Linked DNA regions of Mus musculus: region 1 is linked to region 2. A link is a contact called in public HiChIP or PLAC-seq data. All regions are on one chromosome and are shown on one strand. The core of a region is the stretch at or near the end of the contact, and the rest is flanking DNA. Distances in the headings are between cores, read along the strand shown.

Region 1 (3,413 bases), core at 485-2,984, 87 kb after region 2:
TGTGTGTGTGTGTGTGTGTGTGTGAGAGAGAGAGAGAGAGCTACATGCACAAATTTATTACATATTTATTACAAGAGAAAATTGAGCATCTTCAGCTCTGATACCCACAAGTTTCTGACAGCAATCCCCTAGTGGACAATAAAGGATAACTGTATGTAAATTCAGTGTGTTACTGTCTTCTTATTGTCTATGAATTTTACTGGAGTTTAAATTACCCTTTGTAAAGCTAGGGAGATAGCTTAGTCAGTGTTAGCCGCAGTAGGCCAAAGACAGGAATTCAGTTCCCAGACCACACATTAAAAAGATAAGGCAAGGGGACTGGTGAGATGGCTCAGCGTTTAAGAGTGCCGACTGCTCTTCCACAGGTCCTGAGTTCAAATCCCAGCAACCACATGGTGGCTCACAACCATCCGTAACGAAATCTGATGCCGTTTTCTGGAGTGTCTGAAGACAGCTATAGTGTATAGTGTATAGACAAATATTTTTAAACAAAGATAAGGCAAGCAGAGTATGGCACACATGCCTTTGATCCCAGCACTCCAGAGCCAGAGGCAGGTGGATCTCTGAGTTCAGACCAGCCTGGTCTACAGATGGAGTTGCAGGCCAGTCAGAACTGACTACATAGAGAAACTTTGTATCAAAAACAACAATAAATAAATAAAACCCAGATAAGGTCATTGGCCCACCAGTCTAACATGAAGCACTGGCTGCTCTTCCAGAGGACCCAGGCCACATGGTGACTCACAACTGTTTTTAACCCCAGTTCTAGTAGCTTCATTGTCCCCTTCTGGTCTCCATAGGGCATCAGGGACACACATAGTAAACAGACCTACATGCAGCAAAACACCCATACACATAATATATTTAAAAGAAATTAATTAGTTAAAATTTAAGTTTTTAAAAAATGACATTTTATGCCTGTGGGAGATGGGATACGTGGCCCCATTAAGTTTGTTCAAAGCTAGGTTAAGGCAAAGGTGTTTTCTAGATTCTTTGTTTAAAATGTTGGGATTCAAAGTCCTTTGTTTTAAATCTGTTTCTTGCCCCAGGAGAGCAACATCGTTTCTCTTGGATTTTATCTCAAAGGCCCTTGAAATAAGCCAGAGGAAATATCAGGGCAGGGGAAGAAAGCAAAGAAAAATTGTTTCCTAGTAGTACCCACCACAAATTCATCACTCATCCCAAACTTCTGGGAATAGAGGTTATTCAGGTCCTGGGTCATCTTGACTGACCGGCAGCAAGAGATGATGAGTAGGCAATAACCCACACATGGTGACTAGACTTTGACTCCTGGCAGAGGCCCAAGTGGCAGAACAGGATCTGTAACAGTCTCCAGTCTAAAAGCCTCAGTAGGGAGTTGCTAAGGCTTCTGGGACCACCATGGGCTGTGATTTAAACCACCTTTCCCAATAAAGGCATATGAGACATTGAAACAAAATTTCTTTACCTGTTACAAAGCACAAAAAAAAAAAAAAAAAAAAAAATCTGATGCTTATCAGGCCAAGCCTAAGTGAAGGCAGAGATTGCTGGATTCTAAGCCCTTCTGCCCTGGAGGTGTTAACAGAACTTGGCACATCTGAGCTTCAATTTTCACAACCTCCTGGAGCATCTAGGCAAAAGATAGTGATGGCTAGGGACCACCCAAGGTGAGAAACTTAACACAGGCGTCACCCAGAGGCTGCTCCACCCTCCACTCAGGGAATTGAAGGGAAAAAAAGCCACAACCAAACATCCCTGGAGGTGTGGCTTCAGTTCAAAGCATTCCAGGTGGAGAGTGGCCTCAGGTGGCAGAGGTAAGGTAAGTGTAGATGCTTTCCTAAGAATGCTGCCCGGTTCCAACCCTCTACCAACTCCCATCTTATGAAAAATCTTCTAAATATAACTCGTGATACAATGATTGCAAAATACAGTACTTGGGACTGGGGACACGGTGTGGTGGCTGAAGCATTTACCACACTAGTGAGAGGACCAGAGTTTAGGTCCCCAGAACCCACATAAATCCAGAGGGTCTATAAGAGTGCCTGTAATCCTGGCCTCAGAAGGCAGAGACGGGAATCATCTAAGTGGCTGACAAGTAGACCATCCACATTTGTGAGTTCTGGGTTTGACTGAGAGACCCTACTTCAAAGACCAATCAAAAATTCTCACTATCAACCCTGGGTCCCTGTAAACACACACTTGAACACGAATACATATATATGTATTGAGGTTTGGTCTATTGCTATGTATTGTAATGCTAAATTCTATACTGGAAGGTCTGGGCTTACAAGCTTTTGTTGTGCAAACTTTGTTCTTTGATTTAAAACTATTGGTTAAACTGGGCGTGGTGGTGCACGCCTTTAATCCCAGCAAATCGGGAGGCAGAGACAGGCAGATTTCTGAGTTCGAGGCCAGCCTGGTCTACAAAGTGCGTTCCAGGACAGCCAGGGCTACACAGAGAAACCCTGTCTCGAAAAAACCATATAAATAAATAAATAAATAAATAAATAAATAAATAAATAAATAAATAAATAAATCTTTTGGTTAAATAAAATTGGCTACAGTCAATTACTAGAGAGATTAGAGATAGGGGGTTTGGAGTGACCTGGTTGGACAAGGTGGGGCGAGAAAGAAGAATGGGAGGAAAGAGGACGCTGCCGTGAGGGGAGATGGATGAAGAGCACATGGCCAGGAGAAACAGCAAGTACTTGGGGTACACCTCTGGGGAAGTAACCAGGCCAGCAGTTAGAAGAGCAGATTAGGGGTTACCCCCTAGGAATTGTCAAAGACAAATAAAATAACCACAGTCTGAGTCTCATCACTTGTGAGCTAGTCAGGGACAAGCTTAAATTGGCTGTTCTACACATACCACACACATACACATAAAGAGGGAAAAAAGCACCCAAGGAAAATGATGGGTGGGAAGCCCTGCAAAGGATGAGCCCTACCTGCAAGGCAGGTAGGCATGCAACATAGTCACTGGCAGTGATAGAAAAGCATCCTCTAGCCCAGGGATTCTCAGTCTCCTTAATGCTGCAACCTTTTAATACAGTTCTTCATGTTGTGATGACCCCAACCATAAAGTTACTCTGTTGCTACTTTATAATGATAGTTTTGCTACTGTTATGAATCATAATGTAAATACCTGTGTTTTCCAATTGTCTTAGGAAACACCTATAAAAGGATCTTTTGACTCCCAGGTTAAGAACAGCTGCTAGCTGCTAAGGTTGGCCCAGAAGAGAAGGTGTGGAGGAGCTAGACCAATCACAGCCAAGCAGCATTGCCCTGTCTCTCCTGTGTTAACAGTTTTAGAGAAGAGAAAATCACAGGCTGCCTGTAAGGGTTCCCAAATGGTAAATGGAATCAGAGACAATATTGTCGCGACATTAAAAAATAAGTTTCAAAAACTAAACCAAACAGACAAAAACAAAGTT
Region 2 (3,461 bases), core at 75-2,574:
CTGGGTATAGCATGCTTTGATATGTTTACTAAGTCTCTGGTTCCCTCTCCTGCTGGCAAGGCTGGCAGGTCCAGAGGAGAGGAGAGAGGTACCAATCCCACCAGGGTCTCTCTGGGGCTGAGCTAAATGGAGAGTAAACAGCCCAAAAGAAACACACTGAGCTGAGCCGGGAGTCTTGTTGAAGCAGGAACTCAACTTTATGGCATCAGTTTCTCACTTATATAAAATCGGAACATAGGGAGAGGGGATTTTGGTGGGTAAAGATGACATAGGAGGCAGGGAAGGGTGACGGGAAAGCTCTACATCAGCAACGGCCAGGCAGAGGCAGGGTCAAACAGGTCTTGCTGAGTCACTCCAATAAGGAAGTGACAGACGGGTCTCAGAACTTGAGACAGGCTCGGGGTTTGTCCTCAAGGCCCAAACCAGGGCCAAAATGGGGCCCATCGCTCTCCCTTGGCACATCTCAAGATGGGCATAGCTATTTGATTTGTTCTGGCCAATGAAATGGGAATGAGGATAGTTTAAAAAAATTTTTTTGCATGTATTATAACTGAATACTACAAGCCAATTCTCTACTTGCATGTGGAGTGCATGCATGTGCAGTGCTTGTGTGTGTGCGGGAGGGGTGTGTGTGGGGGTGTGTGTGCGAGGTATGTGTGTGTGATGCACCAAGGCACACATGTGGAGATCAGTTCTCTCCTTCTACCACAAGGGCCCAGGGGATAGAACTCAGGTCCTCGGGCTTGGCAGCAGGCATTTCCTTTGCTCCCTGAGCTAGCTTGCCGACATCACGGTATTTGACCTTAGTAGATCTGGAAGGATCCCTTAGCACTGCTCCCCATGTGCATCCCATGTGGTTCACTGTCTCTCCCAGTTGCCCTACTCTCTCCCTCAACCATCCCAGCCGCCGTCTCTGCTCATCTAAGAGACTCCGACTTTCGGCAGCCTGTCAGTCAGTCTTCCATGACTATGGCCCTGGTTCCTCATGGCTGCTCAGAGACTAACCTCTCCCATCAGTACTGCCTCAGAACACAACCCAGGCTGCTTCCTTGAGCAACTCTCCACCCACTTCTCCCTACCTGATCTCACACCCTCCTCCCTGCCCCTCATCTGTCTCGGATAATTTATTCCCTCAGGGCAGAAGGAAAATGTTGAGTCTGTCTTGCTTTAAGATTCGTGGTTTTGGAGAAATCATTTCCTCCCAGTTTCCTGGCTTCAGTCAATGGCTTTCACTGCCTTTAAAATGTGACTCAAAACTCACCTCCTGCAAGGAACATTTCAGGATTGGTTGCACATGAATTGTTGCATTTGCTGCTGTGGCCCCCTGGAACTCAGCTATTCAAGAGACTATGTAAACGTCCCCTTGTCGCTGGGTTCTTTTGTTGCAGTGTTCTTCTGGTTTCTATGCGGCCTTTTCAGATAGATTTTACACGTGGGATTAGGAGGAAGCACTCGGTGCTGACATACTGAGAAATATTAAAATAGCTTACCCTAGGAACAATAACAAGGTCACTGCCTTGGAACCTTCGGAGGCCAAAATTTCCGTTTCTTCAGGGGTTTGACAAATACACAGATCTCTATATCACAGGCTCCAACAAGCATTGGGAACTAGCTTAGGTGACAGATTTTCTTTTCTGATGGCATGTTTATTGTAACCCAGTACAATGACCGTGTGCATTTACGGGGTACGGCACAGTGCTTCCGTGTGTGTGGATATAAAGTGTATTGTGTCCCATCAGACAGCCAGCTCTCTCGTCTCTTATTACTTCTTCATGTTTGGATATTTTCAGCTCCTCTCTCCTAGTTCTTCATGAAGTATGTAGAAGGTTGGGGGCTGGAGACTGGGCTCAGAGGTTAAAGTACTTACTGTATAAGCCTAAGGACCAGAATTTGGATGTTAGAAACCATGGAAATGCTACGTGAGTGTGCAGCCCTGAGCTGGCTAGTGAGTCTGGATTTGCTGAAAGAGCTTGCCTCAGTGAATAAGGCAGATGACAGCTAACGTTAAGGATGTTTGAAAAGCCATATGAAAACCTAATATTTTACAAACTTCATATATATGTGAGTTTAATTGGAGTTATCCTATATGGGGGATAATGCTTCTCCAAGAAGTCATGGGTTGCCAAATACAAATCTCAGTGGTAGGTATGCGACACCTTCCCCCATTGAGTTGTTGGTCAGGATGCCCTGGGGACCTGTAGCGCAATACTATTACTACTGCTCTTGCTTGCCCACCAGAACTGGATGATAATAGCCTATTGCCGAAGACACCACAAACATTGGTCACAGGACATGGAGAGATCAAACTACTGACTAAAAAGCTTCCTCCGTTCTGGTAGGTTGTTTTTTTTGTTTTGTTTGTTTTGTTTTGGTTTGGTTTTTTTTTTTTTTTTTTTTTTTTTTTGAGTGGCAGCACTGAGGTTTATTGGAGCGTCCTAATACAGACGCTGGGGCTTGCCCATGGTGCTCTTAATGTACAAAGCCCAGACGTTTTGCCAGTTTTTCTTGAGCAAGGACACCAAGAAATTGACAGCCAGATGAATGTTGTGGACCAGCTCATCATCGGTCATCTTCACGTGGCCGACAGCGACGGCCAGACACAATACCTTCTTCATCTGGAACTTGATTGTCGATTTCACCTCATCCACTTTGGCCGCCATGTTTTCATTGGGTGTCAGCAGGGAGGGGAACTTGCCAGCCTTGTTTAAGCCTGGGCCCGGATCTGCTTGATCAGAGATTCGGAGGCCAAAAAGGCATCGTACTTCTTGGCCAGCTTCTTGACCAACTTCTTGTTCTTGTTAAGCTTCTTGAGCGCCTCGATGTCCATGTGGGGGATATCCACGGCCTTGGCTTCATCACAGTGCTGCTGGTCCCCCAGAATGCACACGGAGAACTTGGGGTGAGGGGTGGACTTAAGCCTGACGGTGCCCGAGAAACGTTTGTCCTTCTGAGGGTCGTAGTTCTTCAGGTTGATCTGCAGCTCTACTGTCTCCAGAAACTTGCGGTGCTTGCGCTGGTTCCAGTGCAGGACTTCCCGCACCGCCTTGTACAGGGTGTCGCGTGAGACTTTGCTGCTCATGACTGCGGCTGCCGCGGAAACTGGAAAGGAAGTCTGGTAGCTTTCATAGTATGGGAGGTGCTGTGTAGGCTGCTGGGAATGAAGCAGGGGCAACTGTCTAGTGATTCTTTTTTCTGTGATGTGAACCCTGGGAACTACCATAATGACGCTGAGTGCAACACTGCCCTGAATGTTATGGAGGTGATTAACTGCCATCTATTTGGATTTAAGGCTTGCTATACAGGGACAAATATACACCTGCTACTCTAAGTCTGGTCAAGGAACCCATGGTTTGGAGAGTTCATACGCCCCAGGAGTGAAGCTACTACTATTATTTTGTTAAGTGAGCATCTGATCAGAGAAAGTGTGTGTGTGTGTGTGTGTGTGTGTGTGTGTGTGTGTG

What was found. HiChIP or PLAC-seq counts read pairs in DNA pulled down with a chosen protein or histone mark.
Region 1: a contact with region 2 is called in an H3K27ac HiChIP or PLAC-seq map of embryonic stem cells, with 8 read pairs. The contact joins two enhancer-like sites. A contact is called at or near these places in 23 of 484 Hi-C or Micro-C datasets (the AML12 cell line, the G1E-ER4 cell line, the N1E-115 cell line and 16 more), 3 of 115 datasets of contacts at active chromatin or transcription factors (all in embryonic stem cells) and 1 of 9 other capture datasets (embryonic stem cells).

Annotation. Positions count from the first base shown.
Region 1 is chr13:64,029,702-64,033,114 of GRCm38.p6, forward strand. No RefSeq gene overlaps it. Among named protein-coding and RNA genes, the nearest start is that of Gm30999, 25 kb to the right of the region's middle. Within about 2 kb of position 1,735, at least 6 of the 459 cell types and tissues checked have an H3K27ac peak or open chromatin away from gene starts, as enhancers often do. A contact at or near this core is called in embryonic stem cells, where this site is marked.
Region 2 is chr13:63,943,442-63,946,902 of GRCm38.p6, forward strand. It overlaps the pseudogene Gm7695. Among named protein-coding and RNA genes, the nearest start is that of Gm30950, 17 kb to the left of the region's middle. Within about 2 kb of position 1,325, at least 16 of the 459 cell types and tissues checked have an H3K27ac peak or open chromatin away from gene starts, as enhancers often do. A contact at or near this core is called in embryonic stem cells, where this site is marked.